Linked DNA regions of Sus scrofa: regions 1, 2 and 4 are each linked to region 3. A link is a contact called in public Hi-C and HiChIP or PLAC-seq data. All regions are on one chromosome and are shown on one strand. The core of a region is the stretch at or near the end of the contact, and the rest is flanking DNA. Distances in the headings are between cores, read along the strand shown.

Region 1 (2,914 bases), core at 62-2,561, 490 kb after region 3:
TATCTCCTTCCTTCCCTTCCCAAACTTTCTTTCCATCTTACAACATGTGGGAGTTGTTTAAAGTGGTATTTAATTCTTGTTGTTAAGGAGACTGAAGTGGACCAGCATACTCATTGCTTTTATCTTTTTCTTCCCAAACTTCCCAACCCCCTGACTGCAGTATAACTAAGTAAATGAATTGTGTGGGACGCGTGTACCTGGGTTCCCAGCCAAAGCCAGAGATCAAAGCAGAGAGAGGATATTGAGCTTCCTCCCAGATCCCCGAGACGCTGTCCCGACAGTCCTGGAGGAGTGGCTCTTTCGGAAATAGGACTGCAGGTAAGCTCATTCACTCGGGAGGGTTATAGGCTTAGGAAACAATGTTATTGCTATTTGGTCATTTCGAGGAAAAGAGGAGGAGAATATAGCAGAACAGCCCCTGGAGATTGGTTTTCAGCGCCGTCTCTGCAGCAGGATCTCTCCTTAGGATCCCGTGAATAGTTTTGCAGAGACCTGCCTCTCTGGGACCCTCTTCCCTTTTCTCACGCTTCCTCTGATCAGCTTGCACATTTGTTGAAGACTCAGCCGTGAAGCCTGTGGTTTCCTGTGGCACATTTCTAATAATATTTGGACAGGCTATCATTTAATGAACCACGTAAATATTTATCACAAGAGCAGTCTTTTGATCATGAACAGGGGCTAAAAACCAGTCCAGTCCGTGCTGGGGACTTGGCCGGGAGGCCGTTCCTGCCCTTCGGAGCCTTCAGTCGACTGAGAAGTTAGGTAAGGCTCTGGACATGTGTGCAGGCCGCTTGAATTTCTCTCTGTAGCTTTTCTTTCTCTTGGCCTCCCCAGTCCATGTCCTTCTTTCTCGGTCTGACCTGCCTCCCCAGATCCCCATCAGTTGTTTTTCCTTTTAGAGAATTGATCTCCGCCTGAAATGAATGAGCTGGGACCAACCTTCTGACCATCACCACTCATAAATCAGGCTCCGGAGCCCCACTGTCCTAGCCTGGAGCCCCAGCTTCTCTGATTTTGTGCTCTGTGGCCTTAAATAGCTTTATTGCGGAGAACCTCAATCCCCTTACCTGGAAAATGGGCTCATAGTGCCTACCTCACAGGGTTGTCACGAGGACGAAGTGAAAATTACAGAATCAGGTGGGTGACTGGCAGAGCATAGCTTAATAAATGCTATTGTTGCTGCTTTTGTTGTTGTTGTTGAAGAAGTGGTTGAAGGATTCTGTTTTCATTTTTAAGCTGGTGTGTGGAAAGAGCCCTAAACGTGCCTTAAGAGGCCAGGGTTCAAGTCCAGGTGCTGCTCTTGTTTACTCTTTGTGTCACTTGGGGTAAATTCCCCCATCCGTCTGAGGTATAAAATGCTGATAGGTTTATCAGCTTGATTGAATTTCAGTCAGAAGAGATGAACAAATGTATGAAAGCGCCAGACATGCACAAGGATCCTAATCCTTTTTTTTAAAAAAAAAACAGAAAAAGGAATAATGTTTTCCATTTTGCAGTTACTTTATTTTTTGAGGCCAAGAGGAACTGGAACACAGTTTGGCATCTAGGACACAGCAGCGAGGACTCATGACCCAGGAACAAAGGGCACAGAGGGATCGACAAAGAATCTGAGTTGCAGAAAATCCTCTGGCAGAGTTTTTATAACTCACGGGGTCAAGTTTCAGGGTAGCTGCCCGAGGGTTTGAACTTCTCTGCTTCCCTGCTTTCAGAGCCCAGGTGTGGAAACAATCATAAAGCGATCGCTGAAAACGATAGTAATGGGAAACACGGTGAACCTGAACTATTTAATTAGGATCTGTTTCTTACAGAAACATGAACTGGGAGCTGTGTGTGAACGGTGCAGGGCGAATGTAACACCCTGATCCCCTGGGTCTGATTCTCTTCCCAATGGATGTCTTGGTCGTATGGTCTAGAAATGGGTAGGGGGCCAGAGAGAAGTAGGTAGGAGCCTAGGTAGGAGTGGGTCAGTCTCTACAGGTGGCAGGTGTCCTGAGTTAGCCAGTTGTAGCCAAAGTAGGCAGGGACACCTAGCAGAGCCCTTGGCAAATAGGCGTTTAATAAAATGGAGGGTAACAGGCAGTAGAGCGTTCTAAGGACAGGTAGGGATGCTGGACCAGAGGGAATGAGATTGCTGTCACCTCTGTGACTCGCTAGTTGTACGACATTAGAGCGAGTTGCTTTACCCGTCTAGAACTCATTTTCTGCATCAGTAAGATGGGGATGTAACGGTAATTATCATCCAGGGTTGGTATCAGGATAAAAAGTGGATTAGAAATGTAAGCAAGGTGGTTAGTGGAGCATTGGATACACAGCAAATTTGTACCTTTTATTATTTACCTAAAGGTAGGTTATAAAGGTATCCGCTGAGTCCCAGAGACTTGGTGAGTTCGTGCTCTGTGCCAGAAACTGTGCTGGCACCAGGGATTCATCTGTGGTCCAGCAGCAGTGGAGTTAACTGTCTACTGGCAAAGCTCTACTTTCTATCCAGGGAGGGGGTGGGGTTCTTCTGAAGAGTGGGTTCTTTCCTGTTTAGCCAAGTGATGGGTCCACAACCCAGAGCTGGAGTAAGCCCTGGGTCAGCTGCAGAGTAGAAATCTGCCTCTTTGGGTTTGACTGGGAATAAATCAGGTGGGCTGGGTGGTGGGTGGCACGAGAGAGTCAACACTGAAGGAGCCAGGCCTGAGGGGCTGGGTCAGCCCCCAGGGGGACTCTCTTGTCACTGAAGCTGGCCAGAGAAGCCTGGATGATGGCCAGCCAGGTCTGTGTGGGCCAGAATGTTTGTATAGAGTCTTCATTCCCTATGTCCCCCCCACCGCCACCCGGTTCTCCTTGCAGTGTCTAGAATAATCTTGGAAAGTTGTAGCCAGGAATGAGAGATGTTGGCTTGCCAGGATCAGTGTTGAGGGGCAGCACC
Region 2 (2,802 bases), core at 140-2,639, 470 kb after region 3:
TAGATAACTGCAGTATGAACTAGGTGTGGTAGCCTGGGAGGAACCTAAGGTCTTCTTTTGTTTGTTTTTAATTCTTCTTCGTGTCCCACTATCTCTGCTTGACTCAACAAACATCTGTTTACCAAAATTTGCTTTTCCATCTCTATGTGAATTGCCTTCCTCCTCTTTGAAGACCCAAACCACTATCCCTAACCTCCTTCTTTTGTCTTTAGCTGAAGATGGTTTTACGGAGAGACTCTGTTTTTCTAGGTTTCTCCTATGTATACAAGTTATTAAACATTATTTGATTTTCTCCCATTAACATGTCTTAACATGAATCAACATGTCAATTCAATTCTTAGACCAGCCAGAAAAACCTACAAGGATAGAGGAAACTTTCTTTCTCTGGCAACCCCAAACTAGGACTTCTAGCAGATGCAATTAATCATGTGGCCCTGGCCTCAATGAGCCAGAATCCTCACCTGTAAGACCAGGATAAAAGCACGCATTTGGGGTTGTTATGAGGAAAGTAGAGTGACTTTCATGCACATGGCATAGAGTCCCGTTCAGTGAAATCAGTTATTACCTAGGCTTACCTCTCATAACCGATGTGTCCTTTGAAAACCACTTCCTTTTACTGCACCTCAGTCTCCTTTTCTAGGAAAATAAAGAGTTTGGATTTGTTAAACTATCTTCCATATCTCAGTCCCATCAGCCTAGGAACCTGCCTTTTTAAAAGATCTGGCTCAGCTCAGCTCACGTTGGAATCTACTTTCCTTTTACTGTGTATCACAAAACAAGCTAAAAAACGTGTCTGACGCTCTGCATCTGTAGAGCGTCAAAACAGGGACAAACGATACCTAGCTTACTGGAAACATAAAGACGTGAAGATTACGTGAGATAGAGTGTCCGGGACCCATCAGCTTGTAACTGCCTTGAAGGCTGGGACCCATCTGTTTTGCAGATTTACAAGCCTGACACCTCTTCAGAGGGTTGGGTCACAAAACTAGATGAATAAATTCACGTGAAGTATCAGGAGCAAGACCTGGCACAAAGTAAGCATTCAATAAATATTATTAATTATTTTAACACCTGTCTGCAAGAGTTCGGGTACTCAGTATATGGTTGAGAAGTTAACATGATACACATTGGACACACACACCCACCAGAGGCTGCTGAGAGTTTGCGTGGGCGAGTTCTTGGAGAAGAGCCCCCAGAGCAGGACACTGAGAGGGCAGCGGCCACTTTGGGCCTTTGAAAATCCGGGAAAGCGGGAAGATCCGGGCGGAGGCTGCGGACCTAGCTCCCAGCCGACGCAGCACAGCACGAGGCGACGGCGGGCAGGCACCGACCAATCCGGGGCCTGGTTCAAAGAGCCAATCGGGGCGCGCTTTACAGGGGCCGCGGCCTTAGGGGGCGGGGCAGGGGGAGGGGCCACAGCCGCCTCCCGGACCGCCCAGCCCAGGCGCGGTGCGGCTCGGTGCGGTAAGCTGCAGAGCCCTGTTAACTAAAAATGTAATTTCAGATTGGACAAGTAAGTGATCCTCCTCTCGGTCCCACGTGTGCATCAGGGGCTTTAGCGGTTGCTCAGGCTCACAGCGAGCCGGTTCTCTAGCCTGAGAGCGCTGGGCCGAAGCCTCCCTCCCTTTTCCCGCAGCCGGCGCCTCCTCTTCCTCCTCTGGCCGCTTAAGTCTTAGTGCTGGTCGTGCTTTGGCTCTTGTTGAGTCCCCAGTGTCCACTCCTTGGTGAGGCGTCAGGCCACTCAAGAGAAGGGTCAGCCTTGACTGCACCCTCAACACTGCCTAGGAGCTTTCTGAAACCTGGGGTCCTTTGCCCTCACTGTCCAGTTAACTAGGTTAATTTCCTATCTTTATCACACCTCTCCCCACCCCCCACATCTTATTTTAGAATGTTTCCCTAGGCATTTTTGAGCCTTTTAATCCCAGGCTGGCCACCTAAAGCCTTTTAAGGCTAGTGCTGCTTGTGATTATGTTTGAGGTGCAGTTTAATTTAGATGGTGTAATGCTCTTTGTCTATAGTTAAACTGCATAGGAAAGGCCTAGAGGTATCTTTCCATTTTTATTAATTTCCTTTTTTTTTTTAAGGATGAACAACATGCAAAATGGGGCATTTCCCTAATCATTGGCTATTTTCCACTAAAGCACTTCTCATGTTGTAACTAATTTCGTTTGTAAAGAGTCAAGTCATTTTCAAGATCTGGGAAAGCAGTCATCCTTAGGTTAATTTTTAAAGTGATATCAGAAGGAAGTGATTATGCTTTTGAATCCATAAGAAAGAAGGCAAGCTTTCTCTTAGTTCCTGGCTGTTAGACGGTAGTTTTGCTTTGTTTTGTTTTGCTTGCTTTTCTCTTCTTTGCTGTGATCCACCTTCTATCCTGAAATTGTGCTTTGTAAGTTGCCAGCTGGGTCTTCCAGCCTGCTGACTGCCTCCTGGTCTTCTGGGAGTCTCCTGTTAATTAGGCCCTGTGCTTGGCTTTTGACCTAGTGGCCACAGGCCTGGCTCTTGGAGGGGCCAGCTGAGGAGGCCCAGCGAACTCTTGTTAAGGATGATTAAGGAACCAGAGAGGCTGAGAGGGCCTGGAGATTGATTTTGAGGGGGAGGGAGATTGGGAGCCTCCCTGATGGATTTGGAAGTTTTGGGAGAAGGGAATAACCCAGAGAGTGGAGATCTGTGTCTTTCTGGATGAAACTGAGAAGTTTACTGGGAGGAGACTGGGCCTTTTTCCAAGCTGTGTTAATTTTTTCTGTGGGCCTTGTCTTTTCCTGGAATCTGGTTCCCTTTCCCTAACCTTTCACTTAGTTC
Region 3 (2,999 bases), core at 341-2,840:
AGAAGCAATCTACAGTCTCTATTGCAGTTTGCAACCCTCCCCCCTCCCCCCCCTTAATACTGAATGAGATCGAATGTTAGGTCCATGCAGTTCTTGGTCAGTGTTAAAGAAAAGTCTTAACGTTCTGTTTGCGCGGGGACAGCCCGTTCGCAAAGCGGGGCAGCCCGCGGGCTGCCGCTCCCTGGCTCCGCGCCGAGGGAGGGCGAGCCAAGTCCTTCCCACTCGTGCACACTGGGGGCGCCGTCAGGACGCAACCCAGTCCAACTTGGATACCCTTGGCTTTAGTCCTCCGACACTTCTTTTTTTTTTCTCCCTCTCTCTCGCAACTTGTCAAGTTCTCAAGTCTGTCTCTCTGCTATTTTTTTTTTTTTCTCCATTGCCCCTCAGCCCCCAACAGTCTCGCCTCAAAACGTTTGCAACTGCTGCGTTAGCATGAGTTGGCACCCACTGTTAACGTGGTTCATGACTTTTTGTTTAAGCTGGGCCACCTGTTCCCTGAGCATGTTGGCGGTGGACGCCAGCTCCGAGTTCTGCGCTTTCAAGGTTTTCACTTTTTCCTCCAGCCGGGCGATCCTCTCCAGCTTCCTTTTCCGGCACTTGGAGGCAGCGATGCGGTTCCTCATGCGCTTCCTCTCCGCCTTGATCCGCTCCTGCGACTCCATGTCGATGGGAGACAGGGGCGGGGTTTCCCCGGGCATCTCGGGCACCGTCTGCGGCTCCTCCTTCAGGGCCTGCAGCCGCGGGTGCTGCACGGGGATCTGCTGGGGCAGGTGGTGCGGCGGCTGCGGTGGTTGCTGTTGCTGCTGCTGGGGCTGAGCGGGAAAGGCCAGGCCCGCCGCGCCGTAGGAGGGCGCCCCGCCGCCGCTGCTCAGCGCGCCGGGGTTGAAGTTGCTGAGATTAGCGTAGACTGGCGGCTCGCTGTGTAGGCTGGCGCTGAAGCCGCCGCTGCCGCTGCCGCCCGCCACTGAAGCTACCGCCGGAGCCACCAGGCCCGCCCCGCTGACCGGCTGCGCCGCCGACGTGACGCTGGGCAGAGTGTTCTGGCTGTGCAGTTCGGCCAGCGCGCGCACGAACCCCTCGGCGAAGCCCTCCTGCTCGTCAGTCACGTTCTTGGGGCATAGGAACTGGGTAGGGGTCGGCGTGGTGGTGATGTGCCCGTTACTGGACTGGATTATCAGGCGCTCGAGTTCGGGCGACGCCAGCTTGAGCAGCCCCACGTCGGGCGAGGTGAGGAGGTCGGAGTTCTTGGCCCGTAGGTGCGGCTTCAGGTTGCCCACCGGGTCAGCCAGGTTCAGGGTCATGCTCTGCTTCAGGATCTTGGGGTTACTGTAGCCGTAGGCACCGCTCTCGGACTGGAGGAACGAGGCGTTGAGGGCATCGTCGTAGAAGGTCGTTTCCATCTTTGCAGTCATAGAACAGTCCGTCACTTCACGTGGGGTGAGTTTGGGTTGCGCGCAGAAGTTTCGGGGCCGCAACAGCGCGCTGGCAAACGGGGGACACCCGCGCTTCCCGGGGCCGTGAGCGAGGAAAGTTTCTCTAAGAGCGCGCGCCCCCGCCGGCTGGCCTCCCCCCTGCGCCCTCCTCACCAGCTCGCTCCGGGGGATCGCAAGGTTGAGACGCCGCCCGCACTCTTACTCGTCCGCTCGCGCGCGCTTCCCGGCTTTGAAAAAGTCGCGGTCACTCACGGTGAGCTCTCGGGAGCAGCGGTTCCTCGGAGCCCGCGGACGAACTCGCTTCCAGGCGGAGGCAGGCAGCGCAAAGCCCGCGGTGGCCTGCCCGCGGCGGGTCTCCGCCGCCCGGACTCCGACGACTGTCCCCTCCTCCGCTGCGAGGGGGAGGGGGCGCCCGGCAGCCGCGGGTCGCGCTCGCCCAAGTTCAGCAACCGGTGCGAGCGGAGCGGAGCGCACGTCCTCCTCACTCCACCGCCTCCTTTTCTTTACCGCCTCTGCGGCAGCTTCGGGCGGAGAGAAGCTTTGCGAAAGTTCGCTCCGGGACCCGGCGGCCACTTGTCCCCTGTCCTCCTTGCCGGGAAACTTCTCGCCGCTGCAGCTGGTCTCCGGACTTCCCCGTGCGGACAGTGGCCGCTCTCCGAGCTGTCAGCAGCGCCCGCGCAGCGGGGCTCTCCGCCTGGGGGCGGCTGGAGAAGGGGATCTCCCGGCACTCCCCAAAACACCAGCCCGGGAGCCACAGGCGTTAGCTCCGGGTCGTGGGAGAGAAAATGGAAAAGAAAATAAGATTTGCAGTCCGCCCCGACTGACGGTGCCTGTCTGCCTGCCTGAATCGGCGAACCTCCACTCCCGCCTCGCTGCTTCAGCCACACTCAGTGCAACTCTGAGCCCTTATCCAGCCGGAGCTCAACACTTATCTGCTACCAGTAAACCCCTAAAAATAGCCCATGATGTCACCCCAAGGCCTTCCCATTGGCTCTTGTCGCTCTCAGGAGGGCGGGCCCACCCGTCGCCATGGAGACCCCACCCTAGAAGATTCTTCTCTGGACCCGCGGAGGCTCACGGGATGAGGTAATGCTCCGCTGCCCTCCTACAGTTGGGCCCTTCTTTTGCCTCCCCTCCCTCCTCTCCTCGCGACTAGCGCCTCTCTCTTCCCCCTCCCCTCCTCGGCGCGTCTTTCCTGGCCCGCCCGGTGCATTGTGGGCTGACGTCTTGGGGTTTGACTGTCTAGTGACGGTGGCTGCCGCAAGCTGGGCGGACTCCGGCGGCGGCTCGCAGCCTCTGAAGGAGGCGGGCTCAAGTTCAGGGAAGGCAGGGGATGCGGGGACCCGGAAGGCTGGGGAACCGGGCCCGATGGCTCGGCCTGAGTGGGCTGGGCGGGTGTCACTGAGGGGGTCGATGTCATCTGCGGGCACTTCGCCGCCGCGCGGGGGGGAGGGGGCGGGCTAAGCGCCCAGGTCCCTGCCCCCCCCCGCATTTCCGGGGGGCGGGAGCACCGCCCTTAAGGTGGCTCTGTTAAGGCCCTTGTGGGGGCGAGTGAAAGTGGGCTGA
Region 4 (2,700 bases), core at 19-2,518, 290 kb after region 3:
ATCCAAATAAATTAAGTTTTAAAGAAACGAAGTATGTGATTTCCTTGACAGGAAGCGGAGTTCACATGAAGGGCCCATGTTTTAAATGACTGTGATGACTTTTTGTTTGCACCTCCGAAGAGTCTTAGCAGCAAGACTAGAATGTTATTCTAAGAAGAGGGCAACTTTCTTCAGCAACTGTCCCCCTGGAGGGATGGTGACCCTACACTCCATTTTCCAACGTTCATCTTTCCCACGTCCCTGGTGGGGGTGAGGGGGGTCTCTTCACCAGGGTCCATCAGACTCCCAGCCAGCTGACTGGCTGGACTAGTCATTTGAACCCTCCTGGTTGTCTATGACCTGTCTGAGCCACCTACTGAACTGTAACCTGCTGGGTTAGCTATGTACTACCCCGGCAGTGTTTGGCATACACTTAGAGTTCAATAAATATTTGTTAAACATTTATTGAGTTCATTGTTTTGATAATCCCTAGGACAGTAGATTGCAGTATTGATTCCAATTCTTCAATCCATACTACCCTTCATCTCTGCCATGGCTAAGCTCCTGCTACGCCCCTTCCCCCCAGCCCCCAGAGTTTCTGATGCTATAGGTCTGGGGTGACGCCAGAAAAATCTCAACTATAAAAAGGGCTTAAGAAAAAGCTCCAAAGCATGCATTCTTCTTTAACACCAAAGGAAAAAAGAAAGAAGACCCGTCTTGATGAGCTTCCTATTTCTTTTTCTTCGATAAACTTGCAAAGAAGACTAGATTAAGATAAAAGTTGGACAAAGGCCACCCAGAAAGGAGAGCTCAGCTTTTAACGGTCCCTCAGCCTACATCTGATTAAGGACTGCCCTGTGACTGGAAAGCGTTTCTCCTCCCAGGCCCCGCTGGACCCAGATGTTCCCAGGCTGCGCCCCAGGCCTCACAGGGCTGGGCCTTTTCAGGGTCCGGGGTCCAGGTTGGGGGCCTGGGGATGCTGAGCTCCTGTCACCTCCCTCTCCTCCCAGCCTCCTTCCTTCCTTCTCTCCTGGCAGCAACTGTATCCTGTTGCTCTGAGCAAGGGCCCACAAGAAAGGCCAGTGGCAAGTTATTGTGCTGGGAATGAAGACAAATGAATCCCTTTTCTGTAGGGCTCCTGGCATCCGGTGGGAGGAAGGAAAGGACAATGCTTGGAGGGAGCTGGCTGGGCTGACCCCCTCCTGTTGGCTCTCCCCTCCCCTTTCCGGTGCAGCGTTTGTCAGCCCCAAAGCCTCCACTTCCTGAGCAATCATTAGATGCACGCGTGAGGTATGTGGTTCCCCAGTGCCCAGGCAGATTCCTGGCCCAGCCTCAGGAAGTGCAGGCAGAGTCCTGGGCTGGGACCCTGAAACGGAGAGAGTCTTGGCGGCTTCTCACCCCCCCTGCTACCCTGACTACTGCCAAATCACTTCCCATCCCTGGGCCTCTGTTTGGCATGCTTATAAGTGCCTTCTGTCTGCCTGAAACTGCTGTCTGCATCAGTGCTTCCCAAACCTCCGTGGGCACCAGAATCCCCTGGAGGGGGGCTTGGGAGCCTTGCACTCTGAATGCGCCAATCCTGCGTCTGGGCACACAGAGCAGACATTTCATCACTGGAAACGTTCTGGGATGACGCCCGGCCCCCTAGATGAAAGGATTCTCTCTCCCCTCACCTGGCTCTTTTCTAACTCTTTCCAATGAATTGGTACATGAGAGGTTGGAGGCACAGGGATTCCAGAAGTGCTAAGAGGTTGGGCAGAGACACAGGATGTTTTTAGGGAGTGCCTTGGGTTCAACACCTGTGGAAGAGGGCAAGGGCAAAAGTGGGACTAGCCAAGTGAGAAGGCACTCCACAGATGCCGAAAGTTAGGTCGGGATGACCAAGTCTCAGCACCCCTGAATCAAGCCGTCACTGGATTGGGCAGCCCCAGGAAGGGCTGTGACCTTTGCGGGCGGCTGGGGGGCAGTGGTTTTCCACAGCTGAAGCATCTGTGAGGGCTGTCTGTCTGCCCATGGCACTCCCAGCAGCTGGAGTCTTTAATGACCAGTTCTTCAGCCAAAGGGGATCTGGGTGGTTTAACACAGCATCCACCCAAATGTGGAAGGGCAATTCTGATGAAATGACATAAAGAACCAATGAATGTTTTTGAAGATGAGTAGTCAATGATTATGTTTTAAACCCCTGATCTTTCTAGGGCATTTTATATTTTTCGAAACATTCTCCCATATAAAAGCTTATTTATGATTTCCATTCTGGGTTCTGCAGGCAGGCTGGAGAGCCCTAGGTTCTAAAGGAAAAAGCACTGGATTTGGGGCAAGTGAGAATGCCCGAATCCCAGTTCTGCCACTGTTTGGCTGGGAGTCCCTGAGCAAGGTTCTCCTGTTTTCTGGGTCTACTCTGTGAAAAGGAAATGATCACACATAATTCACAGACTGGCTGTAAGGATTTAATTAAGGAAGAGATGTAAAACAGAGTGTCTGGCACGTGGTCAGAACTCAAGAAATCGTTAACAACACCAAAAACAACTTCAAAAAAAAAAAAAAAAGCAACAATACACATTATCTTCCCATTTTGCAAACAAAAGTATCCAGACCTATAAAGGTAAGCGTCTTCCTAAGAACTCACAGTGGACTATAGGTAGATCCAAGATCTACTGTGTATCCCCTACTGACCTCAGTGCTATGTGGCCCCACAGCTTTTCACCATAACTACAGAACCTA

The links. Hi-C and Micro-C count contacts between places; a contact is called where the count stands out from the background. HiChIP or PLAC-seq counts read pairs in DNA pulled down with a chosen protein or histone mark.
Region 1: a contact with region 3 is called in a Hi-C map of liver, with 6 times the contacts expected there. The contact joins the enhancer-like site here to the promoter of JUN in region 3. A contact is called at or near these places in 1 of 5 promoter capture datasets (liver), 5 of 47 Hi-C or Micro-C datasets (embryonic fibroblasts, fetal heart ventricle and liver) and 1 of 2 datasets of contacts at active chromatin or transcription factors (alveolar macrophages).
Region 2: a contact with region 3 is called in an H3K27ac HiChIP or PLAC-seq map of alveolar macrophages. The contact joins the promoter of FGGY here to the promoter of JUN in region 3. A contact is called at or near these places in 3 of 5 promoter capture datasets (fetal liver, fetal skeletal muscle and liver), 15 of 47 Hi-C or Micro-C datasets (alveolar macrophages, embryonic fibroblasts, fetal heart ventricle and 9 more) and 2 of 2 datasets of contacts at active chromatin or transcription factors (alveolar macrophages and skeletal muscle).
Region 4: a contact with region 3 is called in an H3K27ac HiChIP or PLAC-seq map of skeletal muscle, with 6 times the contacts expected there. The contact joins the enhancer-like site here to the promoter of JUN in region 3. A contact is called at or near these places in 2 of 5 promoter capture datasets (fetal skeletal muscle and liver), 3 of 47 Hi-C or Micro-C datasets (embryonic fibroblasts, heart right ventricle and skeletal muscle) and 2 of 2 datasets of contacts at active chromatin or transcription factors (alveolar macrophages and skeletal muscle).

Annotation. Positions count from the first base shown.
Region 1 is chr6:153,195,003-153,197,916 of Sscrofa11.1, reverse strand. It overlaps FGGY (FGGY carbohydrate kinase domain-containing protein), which reads left to right. Exons shown (of 16, transcript XM_021097811.1): 2 at 161-318. Among named protein-coding and RNA genes, the nearest start is that of FGGY, 17 kb to the left of the region's middle. Within about 2 kb of position 1,311, at least 8 of the 83 cell types and tissues checked have an H3K27ac peak or open chromatin away from gene starts, as enhancers often do. A contact at or near this core is called in liver, where this site is marked.
Region 2 is chr6:153,211,766-153,214,567 of Sscrofa11.1, reverse strand. It overlaps FGGY (FGGY carbohydrate kinase domain-containing protein), which reads left to right and starts at 1,389. Exons shown (of 16, transcript XM_021097811.1): 1 at 1,389-1,513. LOC102165506 (a long non-coding RNA gene) reads right to left here and starts at 1,316. Exons shown (of 4, transcript XR_002345481.1): 1 at 1,146-1,316; 2 at 576-636.
Region 3 is chr6:153,685,016-153,688,014 of Sscrofa11.1, reverse strand. It overlaps JUN (Jun proto-oncogene, AP-1 transcription factor subunit), which reads right to left and starts at 1,590. Exons shown (of 1, transcript NM_213880.1): 1 at 380-1,590. The coding sequence starts at 1,412. The coding sequence ends at 405.
Region 4 is chr6:153,391,004-153,393,703 of Sscrofa11.1, reverse strand. All of the region lies in intron 3 of LOC102165506 (a long non-coding RNA gene), which reads right to left. Among named protein-coding and RNA genes, the nearest start is that of FGGY, 180 kb to the right of the region's middle. Within about 2 kb of position 1,268, at least 16 of the 83 cell types and tissues checked have an H3K27ac peak or open chromatin away from gene starts, as enhancers often do. A contact at or near this core is called in skeletal muscle, where this site is marked.